Linked DNA regions of Ovis aries: region 1 is linked to region 2. Evidence: chromatin contacts called from public Hi-C data. All regions are on one chromosome and are shown on one strand. Each heading gives the region's core, a stretch centred on a gene start, on an enhancer-like site or on the middle of the called end of the contact. The rest is flanking DNA. Distances are from core to core; before and after follow the strand shown.

Region 1 (3,799 bases), core at 212-2,711, 180 kb after region 2:
ATTTTTCTTGGAAAAGTTATTTTTCATAAACATATTATTCATGTTAACATGCAATGAATTTATTTTTGTTATTAACTTAATGTTTTTAAAAGCTCTTAGTTTTAATTTCTAATATGGTAACCTAGATAAACAAATACTCTCAGTCCTCAATCATTTTACGAGTGTAAGGAGAACTGACAACTTCTGCTATTATGTTACTAATGCTTCTAACTTGCTAGAAAGTCTCTGCTTTAAAAACAGTGCCACTCATCAAGGGGCCAGTTTCCTCTTTATCCACCACAGGTTCTACACCGATCATTTGGTTAACTGTAAATGATTACTTTTCTGATTTATGACTTCATAAAGCACAGTTTATGGTGTAAACAAAAACGTTAAGCACTGGATTCTTTTCAACAAGCATGTATAATTACACATTTTTCTGAAAACATTTTTCTCTATGTAAAAGATCAATTCATATAAAAAACTGTTAATACCTGCTTTGTTGCATCGCGTCTTAAAAATGTCAAAAAAAGTTGGCCTCTCTTTGCATCCAATCGGCATTTTTATCTACACTATTCCTTCAAAGTTTGGTGAGTCTGCAAAAGAGAACACCAAAACACACTTCACACGTATGCAGTCCTTGCTAAGTGAGTCTGAGGTAAAACCGGAAGAGGTAAACCTGCCTGAAGCTACATTGTTTAAGACAAGAATCGAACTCACCGCGGGCAAGTAAGTATTCTGTATTTGTGCAGTCCAATAGAGCAGCCATTAGCCACATGACTCATCTCAACTGTGGCAAGTCTGCTCAAGAACAGAATTTTAAATTATTATTTAATCTTCATTAACTAGTCACGTGTGGCCAGTGGCTGCGCAGTTAGCAGAGGGCTATTAGATAAACACCGGGAAACAATTCCCAATCAGTAAATTTTCGTTAATACAGCAACTACCTGGGGACTAAGCGATGAGGCAGATACAATGTGCCACAGGCTATGAAACATTTTCCAAAACAGCAATATTCCGGTAAAGTAACTTCATCGTGATTCCAATGAAGGAAATTTCAGCCTGGGACATGTGGGCCGAGCGGCGCCCGAAGCTGGGCCAAGGAGTCCCCGGGAAGGGGCGGGACTGGAGCCTCCGGCCGAGGACCTGATCCCTTCCCCCTGTCGGTGCGGAACGGGAAAGGACCAGTGAGGGCAGGAGGCTCGGCTCCCACCCGAGCACCGGAGGCGCTCCCCGCTGCCTGAGACCGCGTAAGGCTGCCCATCTCCACTCTCCACCCCTGCCAACACTAACCGCCTTCAGAGGTGAAGCTGGTTTATGTTTTTGGCCAGAGGAGCTGAACAACGCACAGGTACTCAGATAAGAAACGGGATCGCTCAAGCTCCTTCGCGGACACCCACCGCCCCAGACAGCAAACTTCAGCAGCCGCACCTCCACCCACCGGGTTTCAGATTCTCGCGCCAAAAGCCCGCTCTCGGGATATGTCACGCGATGACGCCATGACGCAGCACGCAGCGTAAACGCCCACCGGAATCAGACTGTGGCCGCGCCGTCAGTGCTGCCGCTTGTGGCCAGGGATAAACCTCGCGTCAGTCCGGAGTCGCTAAAGAAAGAGCCGGGATGCTCGTTCTCTTCTTCCGAGCCTTCAGAGTACCAAGCCGCGCTGTTTGGAGGGACCACGCCCCATGTATACGCCCTGCCTTCCCCCTCCTCCGCTCCGTCTCTCGTTTGGATGGCCGCCCCCGCCCCCGACGCGGCCTGCGGTCTGTGAAGTCTTTGTTCTCTACTAAGAGGGCGTCGCCCAAAGTGGGCAGACGTTAGAAAACCCCACAGTGCTCAGTCGGTGCGGATGACTTCTTGCCCAACGGAGAGCTCCCTATAGAGTGGAAGGGGCTGAGATTTGAAGCCAGCGTACATTGGTTATAGACTGCGTGTTGCTGTTGGGCAGCAGAATTTCAAAAACCTCTGAGACTCTCCCGGCTTGAAAAGTTGTTAAGCCTATCTCAAGTCTCCTGTAGTTTTGGATAATACTTCCTCCTGCAGGCTTCCGTAGTATCCTTGACGTATCCTTGACGCTCCTAGGATACTAAGCACCTGTTTTGTGCCTGACTTGCTCTTGAAACTGCCCTGGAAGACAGCAGTCTCACTCACAGAGTATGGGCTATGGCTAGCACAAGGCTTAATTCAGGTGTTTACTGTAGGATCTCGAAAGCTTTCAACTGGATTCTGAAGGTGATAGTGGCTCATAGGCCTTGCTACTATCCAAAGGCTCCTGACCGACGAACAGTGAAAGCAACTTTGGATTCGAAAAAGGGTGCCATTTACTTGGTACCTGAGGTGTCATTTTAGTTTGATCATTATCCTTGGCTGTAGACACCTTTGCAATACACATAGATACAAAAGCTTATGATCATCTAGGTCTAAATAGCACAGATACCCAGGCCTGTGATCTTTAGCCAATAACAGCTACCTCTTAATGAGCATCTGTGAGTTATTCTTTATGCTTTATAAGTAATATCACCTTTAACCTTATGATCTTAAAAATTTTTGAGTATTGTCAGATGGGGAAACCGAATCATCCAGTTGATTTATAAGTAATATTACGTTTAACCTTATGATAATCTTATAAATTTTCTGGTATTGTCAAATGGGGAAACTGAATCATCCAGTTGAGTAAGTTGTCTAGTAAACAAGGCCCAGGTGGACAGAGGAGCCTGGCATGCTACTGTCCATGGGGTTGCAAAGAGTGGAACACTGCTGAAGCGATTTAGCATGCAGTGCGCAAGTTTCAGTTCAAGTCTTTTACTTAAGATACTTAACTATCCTGTGATTAAGTCTGCGTTTAACCTCTAAGAACAGTTTGCTGCTTTTCCCCTTTTGGGGAGAATTCTCACTAGAGTGGACTAATGAGAACGGTTGGCATGTTATACAACCCTCTGAAATCTATTTTTTCACTAAATACACTGTCCCGCCAACCCCCATAACTATGCTTCTTGCTGCTGCAGAACCAGGTTTTTTATATTTATGCATCCTGCCATAACACTGTCTTCTTTATGCTCACTCTAATAGTGCGGCAGCTCAAATTTTGCTGCTTGTATTCAATCTTTTTTATTTTTAAAACACAGTCTCTGAAATTGTAAGTCAGTATAGGAATAAATTGGAGCTTCCCTGGTAGCTCAAATGGTAAAGAATCTACCTGCAATGCAGGGGATCTGGGTTCGATCCATGGGTTGGGAAGAAGGGCACGGCAACCCACTCCAGTATTCTTGCCTGGAGAATCCCATGGACAGAGGGGCCTGGTGAGTTGCAGTTCATAGGATCACCAAGAGTTGGATGACTGAAGACTATGCATGCATAGGAATAAATTAGAATTACTAATTAAAGCATGTGTGTGAATAAGAAGTTAAATGAAAAACAGCTTTGAAAAAAAAAGATTCAAGAGCAGTGAATTGAGAGGCAGAGAGCCCAATTAGGGATCAGGTGGCAATTAGGCCTCAATGTAGGGATATCGCCTTCCCTCCTCCAATTTGGGTAATAGGCAGCAGCACTCATCAGAATCTGAAATAAATGGAGAAGCTCCGGAAGAACGTGAACCAACGTGACCTGGAGAAAAAGGGGGCGGGTGAAGGTGGAAGACAAAACAAGGCCTGAAACAAACTGCCTCGGGATATTGCGCTGCGCCTGGGCGCCAGGTGGTCGGATGGAGCGTGTCTTCTGTGTTCCCTACAGCTTGTACCCCGGCTATGGGAACATGCTGCGTTTGGGCCAGTCTGGACTCTCTGAGCACGGACAACCGCTCTGGAGGCAAACCAATGTTCCC
Region 2 (4,233 bases), core at 788-3,287:
ACATAGAAAGTACCATGTTGAAACTTTCATCTATAAATCACTATAAATTTTAACTAAGTTTTCTGCTATCACCAGACAATACCAAATTAATTGTTCCACAAACTGACCTGCATACATTTTATTGTCCCTAAAACTGCTAACATCTCTGACATACGGACAGCCTAAAGTAAGTGTCCTTTCTAGCCCCCTTTTTTTCACTTAATACCATTTTTATGTTTTTAACCATTTTATTTGACTACTACATATGTGAGTAGGATCCTCTGGAGAAGGATTTTCTTTTTCCAGTACTCTTGCCTGGAAAATCCCATGGGCAGAGGCTCCTAGAGTCCATGGGGTCGCAAAGAGTCGGACACGTCTGAGCGACTTCACTCACTCATACGTGAGTACGGAAAATGCTCTATCTTGAAACTTCACTTACATGTGTCGAGAACATGATTACACTGCCATTCAAATTTTAAATAATTATGATTTATTTACAGCTCGTCTCATATATAAACACACTTGAATTGTTAAAGGTTATTAGGAAGACAGCAGAAGACCCCAACTCACTCAAGACCGCAGACCCACCTTCTAAATTGAAGGCTACATCCAACGTTTCCGAAATGGTTTACTAAGCAGGGTTTATAGGGTGGTTCAGGACAGAACTGCCCATCCATCATTCCATAACAGAAGTGTGATAAGAGCATTCAAGGCACGTTCTCCAAAATGAGATAAAGGGTTCCCTTTTGGGGTTGGCTAAGATGCCTAAAACGTGTGTTAACTGGTTAGGGACCTGCTCTTCCAAACCCTACCCCGAGTTTACACCGGCCACAAATGGAACGCAGGAAGAGGTAACTCTGAAGACGAGGAGGTGCCGGGATTCAGGATTCAGATTCATTTGCCTCGAATAACTGGACCGCTGCTGAGCGCAGCTTTAACGCATATACCAAAAGGCAGCCAACAGCTAGAGAACCACACACCAAATCCTCCCGATCAGAAACTTTTCAGGTTGTCACCCAGACAAGAGACCGCACGAACGTCAACTCCTACAGCCGCACACGGCTGGCACGGGTCGTTCCGACTCGGAGGCTTCCTAAAGGAAACCCACCCCCGGGTGGGACTCCTTCTCAAACCGGGTCCTCGGGTGCCCCCTGCACCAGCTGCGGGAGGCGCGGCAAGCGCGCTTTATACCTCCAGACGCCGGCAAGTAACTGTACGAAAATGTCACTCGGTCGGCCCACGGTCGCCGCCCGGAGCAGAGGAGCTGCGCGGCGCGGGGGACCCAGCGGCGGGGTAGAGGGCGCCGAGGCCGGCACAGCGCTCGGGGTCCAGCCGGGACCCGCGCTCCCCGCCCCTCTCCCGGAAGGGGGGGATGGAAAACCCGCCCGCCCGAGGAGGATTCAACAGGAGCGCCGCGCCGCCCGCCTGCCGCCCGGGAAACAGCCGCCCGCCCGCCGGCCGGCCGGCCGGGCGCGGGGGGGAGGGGAGGGGAGGCGGCGGGGCGCGGGCTGCCGGCGCGGACCCCCGGCCGCGCGCAAGGTCACCGCCCCGCCGCCCTCGCCGCCGCGGGCGCCCCGGCCCGGCCAGGGCGGCAAGTTTAATTTCCAGTCGGCGGCGGCTGGAGCCCGCGGCGTGGAGGGAGCGCGCCCGCCCCGGGGCCCTCCCCACCCCCACCGGGCAGCCCCGGCCCACGCCCCCGGCCCGCGCCCCGCTCCTCCCGGCGCCGCCGCCGCCGCCGCCGCGCAGCCGGCGGCTGCAGCCCCCGATGCCGAGAGGCGAGTCGCGGCTGCCAGGCGGGCGCCGCTTTGAGCCCCGCCAAGACACAGCCGCGGCGGCGGGCGCTGAAAAAAATGGAGCGCGGCGACCGGAGAACAGAGAGGTTTTCTCTCCCCGTTAACTGAATTGTTTCCTACCTCCGGGTGCCCGACTCGCTACTCCTCTCACTCCGCCGCTCTCCGGGATCCGCCGCCGCCGCCGCCGCATCCAATCGCCTCCTCCCCCCCTCCCCTTCCGCAGCCAGCCCGGCCGTTCCTCCTCCTCTCCGCTTCAAAATGGCGCCAAGCGCTCTTCGGCGGCTGCTCCAATCGAACCGCCGCGGACAGCACCCGGGGGCAGGCAGAGCGCCGCGTTGGTGCGCAGCGCCCCCTACCGACCGGACGGCCCCACGCGCGCGCGCGCGCCCGCCGGCCCGCCCGTCTCCCTTGCGCCCCGCCCCGCCCGGAGCGCGTCCCCGCCGCCGCTCCGCCCCGCCCAGCTCGTCGCGCGCGCACGCAGCCACACGGGCACGCCGCCGCTGCAAGACCCGCAACTGTCAATGCTTTCTCGGCCTCTTAAGGCTTTCTTGACTTTTCCCGAAAACCACACAAATTGTTATATATTTCTAGCTTTATGGATAAAAGTTGGAAATTTTTCAAAACAGTGAAATTCAGTACGAATGTTGTGTTAAGTAAATAAAATTGGTGTTGACTACTTTGCTCCTTTACGTTTGAGATGACGTAGTCATCTCAAAATGTCATAAAATAGCTTTTTTCTCCACTATGTATGTTATGTCTTTAATTAACCCCACAGCTTCCCCATTTTCAGGTATTGTTTAGGAAGCGGGAGGATGGAGGAACATAGTAATTACATCTGTAACAAAGCACTCCATTCATTCGTCCTATGACAATTGTTATTGGAGAAATAATCTGAAGATCACCGGACGCCTTCCAGAAGCTGGGTTTCTAACCCCCTTCACCTCCAGAAGGTGCCGTTCCTCCCACCTTCAGCTGTAAGGTGGTATGTTAAAGTTGATCTGTCGATTACTATTAGGATGGAGAGAGGAAAAAATAACTTTAAAGGCCTCAATGAAGCATAATTGCTAACGAAACTGTTTTATGGAACAGCCAATCGATTAAAGAAATTAGTAATATAAACTTTCATTTAAAGCAATGCTTTGGGAAAATTTGAAAAGTTGGTGTTAAAAGAAAAATAAATTTCTGTGGTAAGGGCTTTTAAAAAAAAACAACCAAATATGGCAGCAGGGTATAAATGGGAAATCTCTGTGCCTTCCTCTCAATATGCTGTACACTTACAGCTAATCTAATAAAAATAGAGTCCAAAAAATAACCAAGTTATAATTTATCAGGAGCAATATAAATGAAAGCGGCATCTGTTGGCCCATGCTTCCATCAGCTTTCCACTAACATTCCACTAAAAGATTATTTTCCTTTCCGTAGGGATTGGCAGATAAAAGAGACAAGGAGGAGAAAGGCAGTGTGATTTCCACACAGGGAGAAGAGCTAGAAGGGAAAGGATGCCACAAAGGGAAATAAGGTTAAGTGTTCCAAGATGACTTTGCCTACAATACAGCTCAATGCCAAAGCCACCAAACGTAAGCCAAGTCAGTTTCCTGCTGACTTTCTTTTTAAACACTGTCTTAGAGGTCTCATCTTGTTAAGCTCATTTGGTTAAGTCTTGAAGCATCTTTTACCTACCTAGTAACCAATGGTACTCCTGATCTCTGATACAGACATTATACTGGAAGTCTTAACTTCTTTTATTCTGAAGAAATCTCTGGGATCTTTGGGAATATATGTATATATGTGTTATCTACAGACTTGTAGAGTCTTCCAGATTTCCTTGGAGTTAAGTAGCATAGGTCACCATTATAATTGAGGTTCTGAGCTGCTGACTGAGAATTCCTGAATGCACTGAGCAGAACAGTCAAAGCAAAAACTGTTCACTCCTATCCAAGGTTAGCACTCAGCAGTGTGTGAAATCAATGGGCCTGATCCTGGTTAATGAGAGCAAACGGCACTAATTTACACTGTAAATCCACACTGTCCAAAAGAAACATGATATGAACCATGTATGTAATGTGAAATGTTTTCATGTTAAAGTGAAAAAAAGCAGTGAAATTAATTTTAATATTTTATATAACAGTATATCCAAAATATTGTCATTTGCATAATCAACATAAAATTTTGTTATTAATATACAATCACAGATAATTTACATTCTCTTGTTCATCTTGTGAATTTTACACTAAAAGCACATTTCAGTTTGTACTAGCTATGTTTCAAGTGCTCAGTAAGTACATGTGGTGGGTTTTCCTGGTGGTCCAGTGGTTAGGAATCTGCCTTGCAATGCAAGAGACACGGATTCCATCCCTGATGTGGGACGATCCCACATGCCACACACCCCCTCACCCCTTGCCGCAACTGGAGAAAATCAGCATGCAGTAAAGAAGACCTACCACAGCCAAAAAATAAAATG

Evidence for each region. A called contact is a pair of places that touch in the nucleus more often than the background predicts.
Region 1: a Hi-C map of hypothalamus shows a contact between it and region 2, with 4 times the contacts expected there. The contact joins the promoter of BRCA2 here to the promoter of PDS5B in region 2. A contact is called at or near these places in 2 of 16 Hi-C or Micro-C datasets (hypothalamus and tail adipose tissue).

What each region holds. Positions count from the first base shown.
Region 1 is chr10:28,968,098-28,971,896 of ARS-UI_Ramb_v3.0, forward strand. BRCA2 (BRCA2 DNA repair associated) reads right to left here and starts at 1,462. Exons shown (of 27, transcript XM_042254798.2): 1 at 1,421-1,462; 2 at 474-575. The coding sequence starts at 540. It overlaps ZAR1L (zygote arrest 1 like), which reads left to right and starts at 1,484. Exons shown (of 8, transcript XR_009595259.1): 1 at 1,484-3,799.
Region 2 is chr10:28,788,786-28,793,018 of ARS-UI_Ramb_v3.0, forward strand. PDS5B (PDS5 cohesin associated factor B) reads right to left here and starts at 2,038. Exons shown (of 34, transcript XM_027973013.3): 1 at 1,893-2,038.